4 separate regions of the Mus musculus genome follow, and regions 2, 3 and 4 are each linked to region 1. A link is a contact called in public HiChIP or PLAC-seq and Micro-C data. All regions are on one chromosome and are shown on one strand. Each heading gives the region's core, a stretch centred on a gene start, on an enhancer-like site or on the middle of the called end of the contact. The rest is flanking DNA. Distances are from core to core; before and after follow the strand shown.

Evidence for each region. Hi-C and Micro-C count contacts between places; a contact is called where the count stands out from the background. HiChIP or PLAC-seq counts read pairs in DNA pulled down with a chosen protein or histone mark.
Region 2: a Micro-C map of embryonic stem cells shows a contact between it and region 1, with 2.1 times the contacts expected there. The contact joins the promoter of Pwwp2b here to the promoter of Msx3 in region 1. A contact is called at or near these places in 1 of 484 Hi-C or Micro-C datasets (embryonic stem cells) and 2 of 115 datasets of contacts at active chromatin or transcription factors (bone marrow-derived macrophages and pancreatic cancer cells).
Region 3: a contact with region 1 is called in an H3K4me3 HiChIP or PLAC-seq map of neural tube, with 5 times the contacts expected there. The contact joins the promoter of Ifitm6 here to the promoter of Msx3 in region 1. A contact is called at or near these places in 4 of 39 promoter capture datasets (cranial neural crest, frontonasal cranial neural crest, hippocampal neurons and 1 more), 2 of 115 datasets of contacts at active chromatin or transcription factors (embryonic hindbrain and neural tube) and 1 of 9 other capture datasets (liver).
Region 4: a contact with region 1 is called in an H3K4me3 HiChIP or PLAC-seq map of embryonic stem cells, with 4 times the contacts expected there. The contact joins the promoter of Ifitm1 here to the promoter of Msx3 in region 1. A contact is called at or near these places in 3 of 115 datasets of contacts at active chromatin or transcription factors (embryonic stem cells and pancreatic cancer cells) and 2 of 9 other capture datasets (embryonic stem cells and embryonic trunk).

The regions. Positions count from the first base shown.
Region 1 is chr7:140,046,689-140,050,448 of GRCm38.p6, reverse strand. It overlaps Msx3 (msh homeobox 3), which reads left to right and starts at 1,361. Exons shown (of 2, transcript NM_010836.3): 1 at 1,361-1,663; 2 at 2,309-3,760. The coding sequence starts at 1,450. The coding sequence ends at 2,709.
Region 2 is chr7:139,246,541-139,250,594 of GRCm38.p6, reverse strand. It overlaps Pwwp2b (PWWP domain containing 2B), which reads right to left and starts at 2,113. Exons shown (of 3, transcript NM_001098636.1): 1 at 1,952-2,113. The coding sequence starts at 2,076.
Region 3 is chr7:141,015,511-141,019,780 of GRCm38.p6, reverse strand. It overlaps Ifitm6 (interferon induced transmembrane protein 6), which reads left to right and starts at 2,889. Exons shown (of 2, transcript NM_001033632.1): 1 at 2,889-3,081; 2 at 3,622-3,969. The coding sequence starts at 2,923. The coding sequence ends at 3,777.
Region 4 is chr7:140,965,251-140,969,631 of GRCm38.p6, reverse strand. It overlaps Ifitm1 (interferon induced transmembrane protein 1), which reads right to left and starts at 1,556. Exons shown (of 2, transcript NM_001112715.1): 1 at 1,194-1,556; 2 at 1-143. The coding sequence starts at 1,376. The coding sequence ends at 6.

The DNA.
Region 1 (3,760 bases), core at 112-2,611:
AGCTCAACAATCAGACTGAACCCCAAAGCTGTACTCCATTGAAGTACTTTTGGCTGTCTAAAACAAATTTATAGAGAGATGTAGGTTGCTGATTTTGTGCTCTAGGATATTAATCAGACTTTATTTCCTAAATCAACCTCCCAATGTATTCTAAAATCAAAGCCCTGGTTTCTTTTTATGGCGCTACCGCCACAGTTTGCTTTGCAACATAGAAGAACATTTTTGTTTGTTTGGTGATGTGTGTGTGTGTGTGTGTGAGTGTGTGTGTGTTTTGTTTTGTTTTGTTTTGTTTTAAAACCAAAGGAACAGTGAGATTTGGGGGAAAGTATTACCAGGAGCTAGGGACTCTATCTGGCCTCAGATCCACCCTTCCTTAGAATCCTTAGCTGGCGGGTTGTTTTGTTTTGTTTTGTTTTTTAAAGCGCCTTCAAGAGGTTCCCACACTGCTTGCCTGGTCAAGGAAAGACTGCATCAACAGAGATACTCTCCGGCGGCCTTTCAGGAATTTGCATCGGCCGCCAGGCAAATACAGGACACCAGAAGACAACGATGCGCCCAGCATCCAGTTGTTTGAGCAGCCTGAGGTGCCTGCATGACGGGCTAGTATGCTAACTTCCTCTAAGAGATCTGTCTCCACCATCTTCCCTTGGCCTCTGCGCTTGGGACCCAGGACGCGTCTTTCTAGCCCATTCCTGGCCCAAACTGGGACGCAAGTTCAGCCCTCGAAGTTGCTAGTGGCCCAGAAAATGTTTGGAGACTCCAAGAGCTCAAAGAGAGACCAAAGCGAAACTAAAGATGCCACAACTCGACCTCAAGAGATCAGTAGAGGAGACGTGTTGGTCCCATTAGAACCCCACGGTGCAGACTAAAACACGTGCGAGCCAGGAACGCAGCAAGAACAGCCGATCAGCCTCATTAAACAGCACTGTAGTAGGCACGAGCCCATAGCTGCGCTCTGCCTAAGCGCGGAGGCTCACTGTGCCAGCAAAGAACTGATGCCTGGACGTAGCTCCACTATGAGCGCTCGCGCGCAGTCCATTCCTCCACTCCAGAAGGCTGAGGCCAACCATCTCTTTACCCAAGACTGACAGCCCCCTCAGCTTTTCCCGCTGGAGGAGCTTCATAAGCGTTCCTACAGACGGCAGTAAGTCCCGAAATCCTGACGTGGGCACGACAATGCTACCCCAGGTCTCGGGGCACTCAGTTCCCAGGCAGAAGCCCCGCCCCTCTCTGTCGGTCCCGCCCCCGAAACACTGAATCCAACCCGCACTGAGACCCGCACATCGGCTGAAACAACCATTGGGTAGCGGCGCATGAAAGCGGTGCTACCTTTTTATAGGGTGCGGAGGGGCCCGAGAACCACAGAGCCCAAGGTCCTAGCAAAATAAACCGCCGCTGGGTCCCACGCGTCCCAGCCGGGCGGCTAGCCCCGCACCCGCCATCCCATGCATGGCCCGGGCGACATTCGACATGAACGCGGCGGGGCTCGAAGCTCGCGGCGGGGGCCACACAGAGCACGGACCACTCCCCTTCAGCGTCGAGTCTCTGCTGGAGGCTGAGCGCGTACCGGGCTCCGAGTCTGGGGAGCTGGGGGTGGAGAGGCCGCTCGGCGCCTCGAAGCCTGGAGCCTGGCCCCCTCCAGTCGCGCACTCTTGTCCCCCACGTAAGTGCTCAGTCTCCCGGTCTCAGGCCCTGAAAAGCGACCGCGCTGTCAAGGCTCGAAAGTCCAAGGTGGGTGGGGGTATGCGCACTGTTGCTCCGAACTAGTGGCTAGTAATTACTAGCCATTAACCGGCTCAGTCCAAGAGCAATGATAACTGGCGGTGGGCGCCCAACATTGTGCACAGCCCAACCGCCAGGTCCAGGTCTCTTCTTGGTCGAGGTCCGCAACCCACAACAAATACCCTTAATGCTTTTCCGCTCCGGGTCGCTCACGCTCCTGCACCCCTTGCCCACTTTGCGTATGCCCCCGACAGCTAACTGGTCTGTTTGGAGACCTGACCGCTACTCGTCTTCGGTTATTGGACAGCCTCCAGGCCCAGTTTAGCTCTTTTTCCAAATAGTTAGTCCCCAGTTTAGTTGGGGTGCAAGATCACGGGTTGGGAGAGCAGACCTAAGTCTAGGGCGCCTCCTCCACTCCCCTGCCTCCTTGGTTTGCTTATCCACGTGGCTTTGGGGACCGCTGAGCGGAGCACTCACGGAGCCACGGAGCACCAACCTTCCTTTGTAAGGGTGGAAGAAGGTCGGTCGAAATAGGGGTGTGCAGCCAGAGTTTGAGCGCTCGCCCTGCGCTTCTCTTTCCTTTCAGGTGCCCCGAGCCCTCCACCCTGCACCCTCCGCAAACACAAAACCAATCGCAAACCACGGACGCCATTCACCACCGCGCAGCTGCTGGCGCTTGAGCGCAAGTTTCACCAGAAGCAATACTTATCCATTGCGGAGCGCGCCGAGTTCTCCAGCAGCTTGAGCCTCACTGAGACTCAGGTCAAGATCTGGTTTCAGAACCGCCGAGCCAAAGCCAAGCGGCTGCAGGAAGCTGAGCTGGAGAAGCTGAAGCTGGCAGCGAAGCCACTACTGCCGGCGGCGTTTGCCCTGCCCTTCCCGCTGGGCACCCAGCTGCACAGCTCCGCGGCCACTTTCGGCGGCAACGCGGTTCCTGGGATCCTCGCCGGGCCTGTCGCGGCCTATGGCATGTACTACTTGTCTTAGATCATGGAATCAAGCCCTAACCTCTTGGTTAGGCTCAGGGTTGCGCACAGTTCTGCCTGCCGCTGATGCTCCTGGTAACTTTTGACTTTTCATTTTAGTCTTCCCCCCCCCCCTCCTCCTGTTTATACGGTGTTATACTTGATGACTGGAGCCTATTTATAGACATCTTACAAATACTTTAAACCTTCCTAAAACCTTGCCCACATCAATCTGTTTTTCTGAAAGAAAACACACCGTCATATAGTCCTTGAAACAGACAAAAGCAGTTCTTCCTATTTCTTACAAAGCAGTCGACAAAGTATTTCTGGAGTGGGTGTGCTCCCTGTATTCACTCTGCCCGGACACCGAGGACTTCAGAGAGGCTCGATTGAGCTGGCATAAGAAAACAAATTCCATAAGAAGAAATCAAAATAAAAAATGAGATAATCGGACGGTTAGAAATTACTGTCTCTCCAACTGTTGTGACCAAATGGAAACTTTTACACTTTTTAGGTTTTATACCATTATTATTTTTTTTTTTAGAGTATATGTCGTTCAAGGAGCTAGAGGCAAACGCTGGATGGACTTGGAAGTAGGGGAGGGGACTGTTGGCGCCATGCCCTAATGTAAGGGTGGCTGCTGCCCCCAGCATCTTCTGAGCTTCTTCGAAAAGAGCCTGCTGGGGGGAGACAGAGGGCTGAAGGCAGCAGGGACCAACCTCTAGCCTCTTGCCAGCAGGTGTCCAGTCAATAAAGAGAAGAAAGTGAGAGTTGAGCATCTCAGATCTCCCATTGTGGGTGCGGTAGGAGGTGAGGCCTGTGAAGGTCCCAGAAGAGTTACTCTGAGTGCCGGCTGCCTCTGTAATTCTGGTGCTCCGTAGAAAAGCGGAGGACTTGTTTAGGAATCCGGACTTGTACCTTTATTCTACCTTTATCCGAGGAAAGAAAACAGGCCATCTGAGCTGTTCTGTCCTATCCTGTTCGGTCTCAATCCTATCATGCAAGATTGAGGCCCTTAGGGTACCTGACAACGGGCACTAATACACCCCATGGCTGTTTCCACAGGACACTTT
Region 2 (4,054 bases), core at 864-3,363, 800 kb after region 1:
TCAGGAACCATAAAGGACAGCCAGGCTACCAGGTCGGTACCCAAACTATGGGAGCTCTGATGCCTATAAAGCGCAGCAGCAGCACCTCAGGAATGCTGACCTGCTTGCTGCTTTGAGCCCCAAAGGCTCCCCTGAGGTGGGAGGAAATAGGACTTGGGAACTCTTCCTTGGCTCGAATCCAAGGACTGGGCCTTGGAAGAGCAAGGATAGGTACTGAAGCTGTGGAGAAACTAGTACCTGGGAGGGCAGGTCAGCATGTGGACCCTGGAGCCTGAGAGCAGACACTGCAGCCCAAACCACCCAGACAGCTGCTAAGCTGTGCTCAGCTCTGCCTGAGAAGCAGGGCTGTAAACACTAGCTTTGCCACTCATAATACTATGGATAGAACACAGGAAACAGAAACAAGGGGGGGGGGGCGCTGCTGGAAAGATCAGGGATGGGGAAGGAGAAACACAAGGCCAAGCCTTGGAGGGCTGGAGGGGCAAGGAAGGGCCATTTCAGAGTCTCTGCATGGGCACAGAAGCAAGCAAAGCCACTGCAGAGAAGAGCTGTGATCAGCGACTAAGCTCATGTCTCCAAGGGGTTCTGGTTCTGGTAGACTGTGAGGCACGGACACACATGCATCCTATAGCTGCTGCTTCCCATGTTCAGGATGCCAGCCAGCAGCTAGCTTCTATTCATGAAGGGTGTATGCATCTGCAAGCCAGGTTAGCCATTGACCTCAGGGTAGAGATCCCCCCTATCTCTGTAGACACAGCCACAAGATAGGACTACTCTCAGCCAATCTTATCTTGAGCACTGGAGCCTGAGAACTGGGGAAATGCGGGTCCTCTGCTGCAGACTCTCTAGGGAGAGGCCAGAGCAGGCTGCACAGGTTGAGCAGGGGTGCAGCCAGACCTGCCTAGGGAGGAGAGGGCAGCCATCAGCAGGGTGGGGGATGGCTTGCCTTGGAAGCTTTCAGGTGGCTATTCTGCAGCCCCTGAATGTCACCCCATTATAGGCACTCCCTGTACTAACCAACAAGAGAGGGGCACCAGTCACACGGGAGGCCATATGTTAAGTCACATGACTTGTGCATAAATGGCTTCTGGCACATCTAATGAAGACATAATGTCAGCAGGGTAACTGTCGAAGGAGGAAGGGCTCTGCTCTGTGGTGGGAACCCAGGGAAATCCGGGCTTTAGGAAGGGAAAAAGTTGGGTCTTTGAAAGCAGAGCCCTTTTCTGTTCCTAATTCCAGAATGAAGCCTGGCTGGAGCAGAAGAGTCACAGCCTGATTAATGCCTAATCATTTATCAGGCAGTGACAGCGCAGTGCCATGTGATTCTGGGTTCAGGTGGCTGTTCTGCGCTGCAGAAGCCCCTGCAAAGGGTATACAGGTGGTCTCAGGAGCCAAGCCCAATGCGCCCCTCCAGTAGAGGCACTGGCCCTGGAACTTGTATCTTCCACTCCCCCGCAAGGCGCCTCGCCCACAGCAGTGTTTCTACACCCCGCAGTCTCGCAGCTGGTCTCCACCAGCCACTCCTATAAGCCTTGGGCTTCCCCCCTCTTGTGACAGGTGAGGCCATAGCTTAACTGACCCCCTTAAACGAATCACGATTCTACAAACAGTCGAATTCAACAGTGCGTCTGAACAAAGAAAAGTGCGTTAATTATGGCAGATGTGCGGAGTTTCAGGCAAGGCTTCCCGTGCGTCCCGGCCGGCACCGCAGCCCCTCTGCGGGGCCGCACGCTCTCCTGCCCCGAAAGTCACCGCGACTTTGGGAGAGAGCCACTTTCGCACCCAGACCGGCGGCCAGCTGGCGCGCCTCGAAACCCCGGCCCAGCAGAAACTGAAAGCGGACGCCGGGCTTTGCTGCTCCTCTCGGAGCCTGCATTGGAACCTTGAATCGGTGGAGGAGTGTCCCGGGAGATTCCGAGGAGTCCCGGGCCCGCGACCCTGCCCCGCTCACTTTTTCGTGCAATCCAGCAGGATTCCGGCGAAGCTGCGCTCGCCACAGCTCACGGTGACCACCAGCGCGCCGTTGACGACCTGTTCCACCCGCACCGGCAACCGGCAGCCGGCCCGCGGCTCCATGCTCCCGCCGCCTCCGGAGGCCGCCCCCGCCCGCCACCGCCGCCGCCGCCGCCGCCGCCGGGTCAGCCCCGCGTGACGCCGCCTGACGTCACAAAGCTCTGTGTGCCGGCCGCCACCGCGGAGCTAGGCTGGGGCGCGCGGCCGCGGGCTGCGCTCCCAGGAGCCGGAGGGCGTGGGGCGGTCCGCCCGCAGCGTGCGCCCACAGCCGGCTCTCAAAGCTGGGCTTGCAACGCATTGCGGGGGCCCCACCGGGCGGGGAGAAGGGTTCGTTAATCTTGACGCCACGCAGGCTTGGAATGCCCCCTAGGAGGCCTTGCCAGGAACCGAGGGGTAGCGGGGACACTCCCCGGGTCCAGGCCCTTCCCCCACTCTGCTTCTCTGGGTTCCACCCCGGGCCCCACCTCCTTCCTGATCCTGTCCCGGGGCCACTCCCTGAGCCCGGCGCAGCCTGGGGCCCTTCCCCCATGTAGTCTGGGGGTCCCCTGTCTACCAGTTTGTGCTAGAGGACCCCGGCAGCGTCTTCTACGCACGACTCCTGTGTCCACTTGGTACTTGAAAAAGTCTGTGGACACGTGTATTTGAAGCGAATCAGGCCTGGCAGAGGAGACTCCGGGTGCCGAGGGACACCAATGGGGCCCTTACAAGAGGCCTAGTGTCACCCTCACTACAGGGCTACCTGGCACTGGGCTACCCAGGTGTGCTCGGCGCCTCCTAGGAGACTATAGTGCTCCGGTCTGTTTGAGAACCTCGCAGGGCGCGGGGCTGGCCAGCACTAGTGTTGGCAGGATTATTCTATCCAGAGCTCTTGCGTCTCCTGGGACTACTCGCTGCAGCACTCCTCGCTTAGTGTACAGTATGAAGAGCCACCTCCCATGAGCAAGAGCCAGGCTCCCCGGGCGTGTGCAACCGGGCCCGCGAGGGCAGCCTGGCCATGAGTGGGAGGTGGCGGCGCCCGGCGGACGGCTGACCGCCACCCTAGACCTCCTCCGGTTTCCGCAAGCACTTGCACTCTGAATCCGGATTCGGAATCCATAACTGACTGCCTCCAAGGGTCTGTCACGTTGCAATGACCAATGGCGTCTGTGAATCGGGCCCCTAAGGCTGACTTGCATCGCCATGACCCTGCATTGGAGGCACCAAAAGGGCAGAGAGGTACTGACCACGGATCTACCAGGCCCATGTCCTTTTCAGCTGGGGAGTGGAGTTCTTGCCCTGCTGGGACTTGCTTCAGGGCTGCTACCACTGACGCCGCCAAGGACAGCCGAGGCCGCCCTGGCGCCACTTTACCTTGCCTTAAGGCTACACTAGAGCAGATGAGAAAGTCTGGGCGGAGTCCAGCTGAGGGGCAGTCCCCCTCCCACAAACGTCTGTTTTCCTCACTCCTTCTCTCCAGAGCTGGGTGCTGCAGATTTTGGAGGAAAAAAAAAAAAAAAAACGCTGGCTACAGGAACCATTCCCAGCTCAGTTCCAGGTGGAGGGCTGGTGGGAGGCTGCCCACTCGCTCAACCCAGATACTAAGCATCTGTGCCTGAGTACTGGGGATGCCTGCTCAGTACAGCCTACAGCAGGACATCCCCCTCCCCCCAGCCAGTTCAGTAGCTTCCAAGCTGGGGACATCTATAGTCTGAGCAACTGTGGGGTAGTCCGAAAAAGGCACTTGAGCAAGCAGGTGCCCTTGTTCAGGGACTCCTGGTTGTAGAGGCAATATAGAAGACCTCTTCCGATGTGGGGCATGGACAGAGGGACACCGTGAAAACTGCTAGCTTATTGTGTGGATAAGGAGCTTGCTTCTATTAACTCCCAGATGTCAGCAAGAAGGGTAGTTTGGCTGTGGTAAGGGACAGTGGCTAGGAGGTCTGGAAGTCCGAGAGGCCCAGGAACCTAGGGTTCAGCTTGTGGCGGGAATCTCCTGGGCTGTTGATAAGAGAGTAGAGAGGAGCCGGAGGCCACCTGTGCTGTTTATCATGCCTGCCTGCCA
Region 3 (4,270 bases), core at 1,640-4,139, 970 kb before region 1:
CTTCTGTATTTGTCAGGGTTCTCTAGAGTCACAGAACTTATGGATAGTCTCTAGATAGTAAAGGAATTTATTGATGACTTACAGTCGGCAGCCCAATTCCCAACAATTGTTCAGTCGCAGCTGTGAATGGAAGTCCAAGGATCTAGCAGTTACTCAGTCTCACACAGCAAGCAGGCGAAGGAGCAAGAGCAAGTGACCAGAGACCAGTCTACCCAGGACAGTTGTAGCACTCACAGCGTTCATAGGACTACTTCCAGAGATGGCATAACTATATGCAGTGGGCCACTACACTGGGCCTTGGGGGTGGGGGTGGTACTCACGGTGAAGAACCCATCCTCATGGAATTATCACTGGGAAGCTGGCCAGCTTGGCACTTCTGGTCTCTAGAATTACAAGCCTAAATGAACCTCAGTTCTTTATACGTAGTCTCAGGGACTGTGGTGTAGCAATGGAAACTCGGCAGAGGCAGACTGGGGTTCTAGATGGTAGACCCAGGGCTTCATCCACGTCATCAGCTTTAAGAAACCCTAGCTGCCAGCAGAGTCAACCAACCTGGACCCTTGGGGACTCCCAGATATTCAACCACCAACCAAAGAGTGAGCACCGGATGAACCTAGGCCCCCCCCCCACACACACACACATAAGATGAACAGCTTGATCTTCATGTGAGTACCCTAACAACAGGGGCGGGGGATGTCCCTGAATCTGTCACCTGCCTGACTACCCATGGATCCTGTTCCCCTAACTGGGTCACCTTGTCTGGCTTCAGTGAGAGAGGGCACACCTAGTCCTGCAGCAATCTGATGTGCTGGTGGTAATAGGGAGTACCAAGGAAGGGCAAAACCTATATGGAGGCTCCCCCTTCTCAAAGAAGAAGGGGAGGGAGGAATGGGGCAGGGGTTACTGGGAGGAGAAGGGGGGCTGATATTGGGATGTAAAGTGAATACATAAATACATTTAATAATTTTTGTTTGTTTGTTTGTTTTTCGAGACAGGGTTTCTCTGTGTAGCCCTGACTGTCCTGGAACTCACTCTGTAGACCAGGCTGGCCTCGAACTCAGAGATCTGCCTGCCTCTGCCTCCCAAGTGCTGGGATTAAAAGCGTGCACCACCACTGCCCGGTGGGCAGAGAGTCTTTAAAGAGGAATTTTCTGGATCAGGTTGGCCTGTAGGCCTATCTATGAGGGAGTGTCTAGTTTGCTCATAGATACAGGAAGATCTAGTCTGTTCCCTAGGCAAAGGTGTTCTGAAAAGTAGAAGAAAGGGGAGATCTAACTGAGGGCAAGCAGGTAAGCAATCAAGCCATGACCCCACGCACTTCTCTGCTCTTGACTGCAGATGTGCTATGACTAACTGAGTTCCTGCCTTAACGGGAATGATATGTGGTAACTTGGAGTTATAAGCAAATAAACTCCTTTCTCTCTAAATTGTTTATTGTCGGGCTATTTGTCATAGCAGCAGAACTGGAACCAGAACACCAAGTCTTCGAAAGTCAGTCCATGCTTTATACTCCATGCGCCCGATGGGTACAACTTACCACATGCCAACACCCTTGGTCACACAATTACCTTAAGGAAGATCCAGCACAGCAGTTTTTTTTTTTTTTTTTTTAGATTTATTTTATTTCTATGACTACACTGTAGCTGTCTTCAGACACACCAGAAGAGGGCAAAGGATCCCATTACAAATGGTTGTGAGCCACCATGTGGTTGCTGGGAATTGAACTCAGGACCTCTGGAAGAGCAGTCAGTGCTCTTAATCACTGAGTCATCTCTCCAGCCCCAAGCACAGCAGCTTGAAGGAACCCAAAAGTCCAGGCTGCTAGGACAAGACATTCTATCCTTGGTGGCCTGGCCATGCTGAGATCTACTGGTCCTGGGGCTTCTGAGAACACAGTAAGAGCAGGTAGCCTAGCATCTGTGGTGTGAGGAGAGGGCCGGGGCCTGGGGGTGGGGACTGTTCCAGGAACATAATTTCTGTCATTCAGAGGAAACTGAAGAGCACATTCATAACTTGCTTTATCTCTTTCCGATCCTGTTTTGCCATCTTTCCGGCAGGGTGTACTGAGGCAAGAAAAAGAGATTGCAGTGTCAGAAAGGTCTCGGCCAACCAGGTGTTGCGAATTTCGTGGCCTCACTGGGTGTGGTCCAGACATATCCATCTTCCCCCAAACTCCAAGTCTTTTAGTAAAAGGATAAAGGTTGAGAAGGGAAAGTGGAATCACATGAATAAGTTAGTTAGCACTGCAAAGGCGCTGCCAAGTGTCTGAAATAAATAGTGCAGTCTCCCAGCCTGTGAGCAGAGCCCTGGCCTGAAAGGCACCGTACTGACCATCCATTGGTCCTGGCTCAACAGGGATGGCAGTGATTTGTAGCTTTCTCTGGCCCTGGTCTGAAGCAAGTCAGCCAGTAAGTGGACATGGGTTTCTGCAGAGAAGGCTCCTATCTTGAGGACTGACCTTCGGCACCCTGGAGATGGGATGGTAGAAGGCTTCAGGTTCCTGACTGGGGAAATAGCTGCTGTAGCTATTGGCCTGGGCTGGGGAGGTAGAGGACTAAGTCCTGAACTGGGATCTGGTATAGGAGGGTCTCCCGATTTTTGCCCTTCTTGAACCCTATCCTAGTGTGATTACCATTCAGTAATCTGTTTTCACTTCCCACTTCCCAGACAGTTCATTGGTTTACAAACAGGAACAGAAATTTTGGAGAAAGTAGAACTTTGAAGAGGCCACTGAGGAGGTGGTGGAGGCGGGGGCGGAGGTGGGGTGGGGAGGGTGTGTGGGGTATGAAGCAATCTTATGTAACCCCTCCCCATGCATGTGGATCTTACACCACAATGGTTCTATAAAAGTGCCTGTGACTCCACCACCCATATGAACTTCCTTGAAACAAGAGCTTCCTTGCTTCCTTTAAGCACAAAAACATGGTTAAGAGGGATCCTGACTCAGCTCCAGTGCCATCCACTGTGGTTTGCATCAACAGTGATGTTATCCAGCCGGATCACATTACCTGGTCTACATTTAACACAGTGTTCATGAATGGCTGCTGCCTGGGTTTCATTGCCTACATCTACTCGGTGAAGGTGAGTGTTGTAGAAGGTATGTATGTGGTTGTGGCTCCTCCTGCCCAGAGGACACCTGGGTCATGTACAGCTTTGTGTTTGTGTATGTGTGACACACCTTGGTGTCCTGAATGTACTTATGTGTTTGTATGTATAGACTGTGTAAGTAGCATATAGAATGTATATGTGGGTTGTATGTAGGAGACTCTCCTATGTAAGCAAAAGGAGAGAATGCCCAGGGATTCTGGGGTGAGACTGTCTCCACTCTAGTTTAGAGGGATTCATTCTGCTTACTGCTTAGTTTCTGGAATGCCCCTTCACCCTGCAGACTGGGGCACCAGGCTGGGTGCAAGTGAGACTTACAAAAAATGGTGCCCCATGGTGAGCTGAGCATACAGTTCTTGGGTCTGCTGAATGGTCTGAGTGTGTGAAAGGGAGAGGGGTCCCTGATATTAGGAAGGAGACTGCACTGAGCGGGAAGGACAATGGGGAAACTGAGGCAAAGCATCTGGCTCTTGATGACTTGCTCCAAGGCCACACTGATCTTTTCATCTCTTTCAGTCCAGGGACCGGAAGATGGTGGGCGACATGACTGGGGCCCAATCCCATGCTTCAACCGCCAAGATTCTGAACATCCTTGCTCTGGTCATCTCCCTCATCTTCTACATCATGCTTATCGTTTTATACAGCTTTAACTTACTAGGTAACCAAAGATAATAGAACCACTAGTTAGGTACTAACTAGTTAGTTAGCTAATTATTAATTAACTAAACTAGTACCGAATTTAGTATCTTTAGTACCTATTAGATACTAAGGGTGGGACTCCATGCACTGTCAAAGTCAATGGACTACTAAATTCTTCCATGCACTGTCTTCGTGAAGAAAGCATTCATGTGCTCTGCCCCTCAGAGTTGCCCCTTATCCTGGCCAGAGGCCCTAACCTGTCACTCTACCCTCCTGTAAATGTTTATCCTCATGCATATGTTCACAGTGGATTCAATAAAGTGCACGTGGTAGCGATTGTGGTGAGACTTCCTATCCCCTGACTGCTCCCTACTGAGCTTACTCAGAGTTTCCCTGGCTTTCTCCTTGTTGAAGAGGTAGGGGTGTGGATGGGGTGGGTGTGGATGGGTGTATAGTGCAGGGCATCCACAGATAAGTAGGATTCTGGCCTCAGGATGGAGACAGCAGCTGACAAGCATCCTGAATA
Region 4 (4,381 bases), core at 307-2,806, 920 kb before region 1:
TCACATCATCTAATGGCACAGACAACGATGACGACGATGGCCGTGAGGATGGTGAAGAACAGGGAGCTGATGTTCAGGCACTTGGCGGTGGAGGCGAAGGCCTGGGCCCCAGTCGTATCACCCACCATCTTCCTGTCCCTAGACTGGAAGAGACCAGATGGTCAGTGGCACTGGAGCTGGCCAATGGAAAGACAAGTACTGACTCAGCTCCCCATCACCTTCCTAGCCCACTGTGCTCCTCTTAATCTTTAGGCCAGGGACCTTCTTCCACTTTACCACACTCACGACTACCCAGAAACACCCAGCACTAGCCTCTTACTCTACTGTTTCCTGTTAGTTCCTAGTGAACTTTCCATCCAGCCAGGAGTGTTAATCTTCAGGGTTAAGGAACCTTCCAGGGGGCTGGAGAGAGGGTTCAGCGGTTAAGAGCACTGACTGCTCTTCCAAGAGGTCCTCTCACACAGGAGATAAGGGATGTCGGTCTCGAGGCTCTAAAGTTAGGGGTTTATATAGGAAAGGAGTGGGGGTAGGGGGAGGATTGGCACAGTTACACACAAATGGGCAATTTAAACATCAGAGAGCTGTATGTGATAGTAACTCTAAAGGGAGGGTGTTTATCTTGGTCGGCAGGACATCTGGCTAAGCCCAAACCATATCAGCAGGTGGCCCATTACTCATCAGAGCTTGTCCTGGAGATTGTCCTTGCGTGCCTTTCTTGTCTCAATGGCTAGTTGGTACCTAGGATGACTTTACAGCCTTTGTTCTTTGCTCTAAGCCCAAAAAGCCCTCCTAACTAGCAAGCCGCAAGAGTCAAGGACCTTGAATAAACTTTCTGGCTAGGGCTTTGAAGTCTTGAATTTAGCTTTCTTTCTTTCAAGTTCAAATCTCAGCAACCACATGGTGGCTCACAACTATCTATGAGATCTGATGCCTTCTTCTGGTGTGTCTGAAGACAGTTACAGTGTACTTATAATAAATAAATAAATCTTTTTTAAAAGGGGGGGGCATTCCAAGAATCAGGAAGTAAGGAGACTTCCTTCAAACTTTAGGCTATGATGGAGATACCTTGACCCACGGATCCCCAGGCACCTCCTGGGATTCCCTCCACACATACACACAAACATACACATACACACACACACACACAACCCAGGTACCACCTGGGTAAGTCAAGGTTGAGGCCCATACAATACCTTCACGGAGTAGGCATAGGCTACGAAGCCCAGGCAGCAGAAGTTCATGAAGAGTGTATTGAACAGGGACCAGACCACATGGTCAGGCGTGGAGATCTCAGGCATGTTGATTGTGGTGGCTGTCGCAGAAGTTGAGATGTGGGGTGACCCCAGTACAACCACCTCTTGCTGCTCCTTAGGCATCTCTCGGCTTTTGAAGCTGCAGAGTGAGAATAAGGAAGGAATGAGAAGGCTTTTCAAACTGGGCAGTCCGGAGCCTGCTGCGCAGTGGGCCGGCCTTTTTCCTCCAGTGGGGTCTGTTTCTCAGAAACCTACTTCCTTATGTTTACAATTTGGTGTGCTTTTTAGGGGCTGCGGAGTTAAGGGCAAATAGTGGTTTCAAGTTACCATTAGGGTGTGGGCAGGGAGAGCCACTCCCACCCCTTTTCAAGCTGTCCTAATCCCCAGAGGCTGGGGTTTGAAGCTGTGAGGCAGCTCACCCCCTCCACTGGGAAGGAGAGGTGACTGCAGTGTTCCCCAGTGCATAGGTTACAGTAAGCAGAAGGGAACAACGCGGTCGCTCCGAGTTTGCTTTGAGGAGGGATGATGTTTTGCACATTCTTTAGCTCCCTTTGTTGTGACTGAGAACAGGAGCACACAACTTGTCATAGACTCTAACATCCACCCTCTGTACAGACAGGGCCGAGAGCTCAGGATTCTACATTTTTAGTTTATTTGCTTTTGCCTTAGTAAGAGACTCATTCTAGAAGCTGAAGCTGAGAGAAAAACAAAGGTCTATAAAACAGAAATTCCCCAGAGATAACTCTACCCCAAATCCTGACCCCCCCGAACTGCTGTGTGTCCTAAGAAGGGGATTTATTAGAATAACTTACAGGTGTGGTCGAGGAGCCCTAAAATGACTGTCTCCTGATGGAAAGGCCTAGGATCCAGGCGTTGTCCACAAGACTAAAGTCAGCTGTGTCAATGTGGTGCTAGAGTCCCAGGGAGATTCTACAGAGGTCCGTTGGGACCCTGAGGAAGTAGGTTCTAATATCTCTGGAACAGGAGAGAGAAACTGAGCAGCAAGAGGGTAAGCAGGCAAAACCATCCTTCTTCCATGACCTTTTATGTGGGGTGCCACCAGAAGGTGTGGCCCACATTTAGGGTGGCTTTTCTGACCTCAAATAATCCAACCAGGAAAAACAAAAAAGCAAAGCAAAGCAAAAACAAAAAAGCGCCCTACTCTCTCAGGTGTGCCCAGGTGTGCCCAGATGCTTGTGTTACAGTTGATTTTAGATGAAGTCAAGTTGCTAAGCAACATTAGCCATCACAGCATATGAATATACTGGCATTATCAAGACTGACCCATGGTCTGAAGTCCTCACTGTGTGCTCCATGCCATCCCTTTGCCCCCTTAACGTACTTAAAAACCAGGAAGCCTCAGAGCTGTGCCTCTCCTTCATCCTCCCAAAACTCCCCGCCTCTTCCCTTTTTCTTCTGTAGAAAAAGCCCCTAATAAAAACCTCGCCTGGGGGGCTGGCGAGATGGCTCAGAGGGTAAGAGCACTGACTGCTCTTCCGAAGGCCCTGAGTTCAAATCCCAGCAACCACATGGTGGCTTACAAACATCTGTAATGAGATCTGATGCCCTCTTCTGGTGTGTCTGAAGACAGCTACAGTGTACTTACATATAATAAGTAAATCTTTAAAACAACAAAACAACAACAAACCCAAAACCTTGTCAGGGAATTTGCTTTGTCTACTTCTAGATCTGAAGCTCCTGGGGTTTGCAGCCATCTGGCTTAAACTTTTCCAAGCCATTAGCGCTTAATTTCACTCACAGTTGGCATTTCAGAGGACAGAGATGACCAGAGTAAAATTTAATATCACCTTCTGGGAAGTCATACCTACATAAAAGCTGCAAAGGAGAACAGCAGATGTCTAGAAGAAGCCACTGAAAGCCTTTGGGTAACGAATCGTGCTATGGAGGACAGCAGAGTGGCCAGGCCAGGCCAGAGAAGGGAGAGGCAGCAGGAGGCAAAGCAGCTGGCAGAACTCTCCAGGAGTTGTCTTGACTGATTGACACCCCTCCAGTCCCACCCCCCCAGGCAATGCCATCATCACCTTTGTTTGGGTTTGATTGTGTATCAAGAATGAGGAGCCAAAGGCACAGGGATAAAGGTATTTACCAGATTAGAATCTAGATAAAAAAGTTTATTTATTTATTTATTTATTTATTTAGGTTTTTAGAGACAGGGTTTCTCTGTGTAGCCCTGGCTGTCCTGGAACTCACTTTGTAGACCAGGCTGGCCTCGAAATCAGAAATCTGCCTGCCTCTGCCTCCCGAGTGCTGGGATTAAAGGCGTGCGCCACCACCGCCCGGCTTAGATAAAAAGATTTAATAGAGAAAAGGTGCTTGCTGGGGCTGGAGAGACAGCAGTGAAGATCCCTTACAGTTCCTGAGGAGGACCTGAGTCAGGCAGCTCAGAACAATCTGTATATCCAGCTCTTCTGACCTCCTTGAGTACTGCACTCATGTGTACACTGCACTCATGTGTCCGTGCCCCAAACACACAAATGTTCATAATTAAAAATAAAAATAGAATCTTTAAGTCTGGAGAGATGCTCAGAGGTTAAGAGTACTGGCCGCTCTTCCAGAATCTGGTTTGAAGTTCCAGTATACACATGCCTGCTGTATATAGTTCCAGTATACACATGCCTGCTGTATATAGTTCCAGTATACACATGCCTGCTGTATATAGTTCCAGTATACACATGCCTGCTGTATATAGTTCCAGTATACACATGCCTGCTGTATATAGTTCCAGTATACACATGCCTGCTGTATATAGTTCCAGTATACACATGCCTGCTGTATATAGTTCCAGTATACACATGCCTGCTGTATATAGTTTCAGTTCCATGAGATCTAGCACGTTTCTGGCCCTTGTGTGTACCAGGAATATGTGTGTTACACATATCATGTGTAGGCAAGACACTCATTTTCATAAAATTTTTAAAAAGTTTAAAAATTAAAAAAAAAAAAAAAAGCTGGGTAGTGGTGATGCACGCCTTTAATCCTAGCACTTGGGAGGCAGAGGCAGGCAGATCTCTGAGTTCAAGGCCAGCCTGGTCACAGAGTGAGTTCCAGGACAGCCAGGGCTACACAGAGAAACCCTGTCTCGAAAAAAAAATAAATAAAAATAAAAA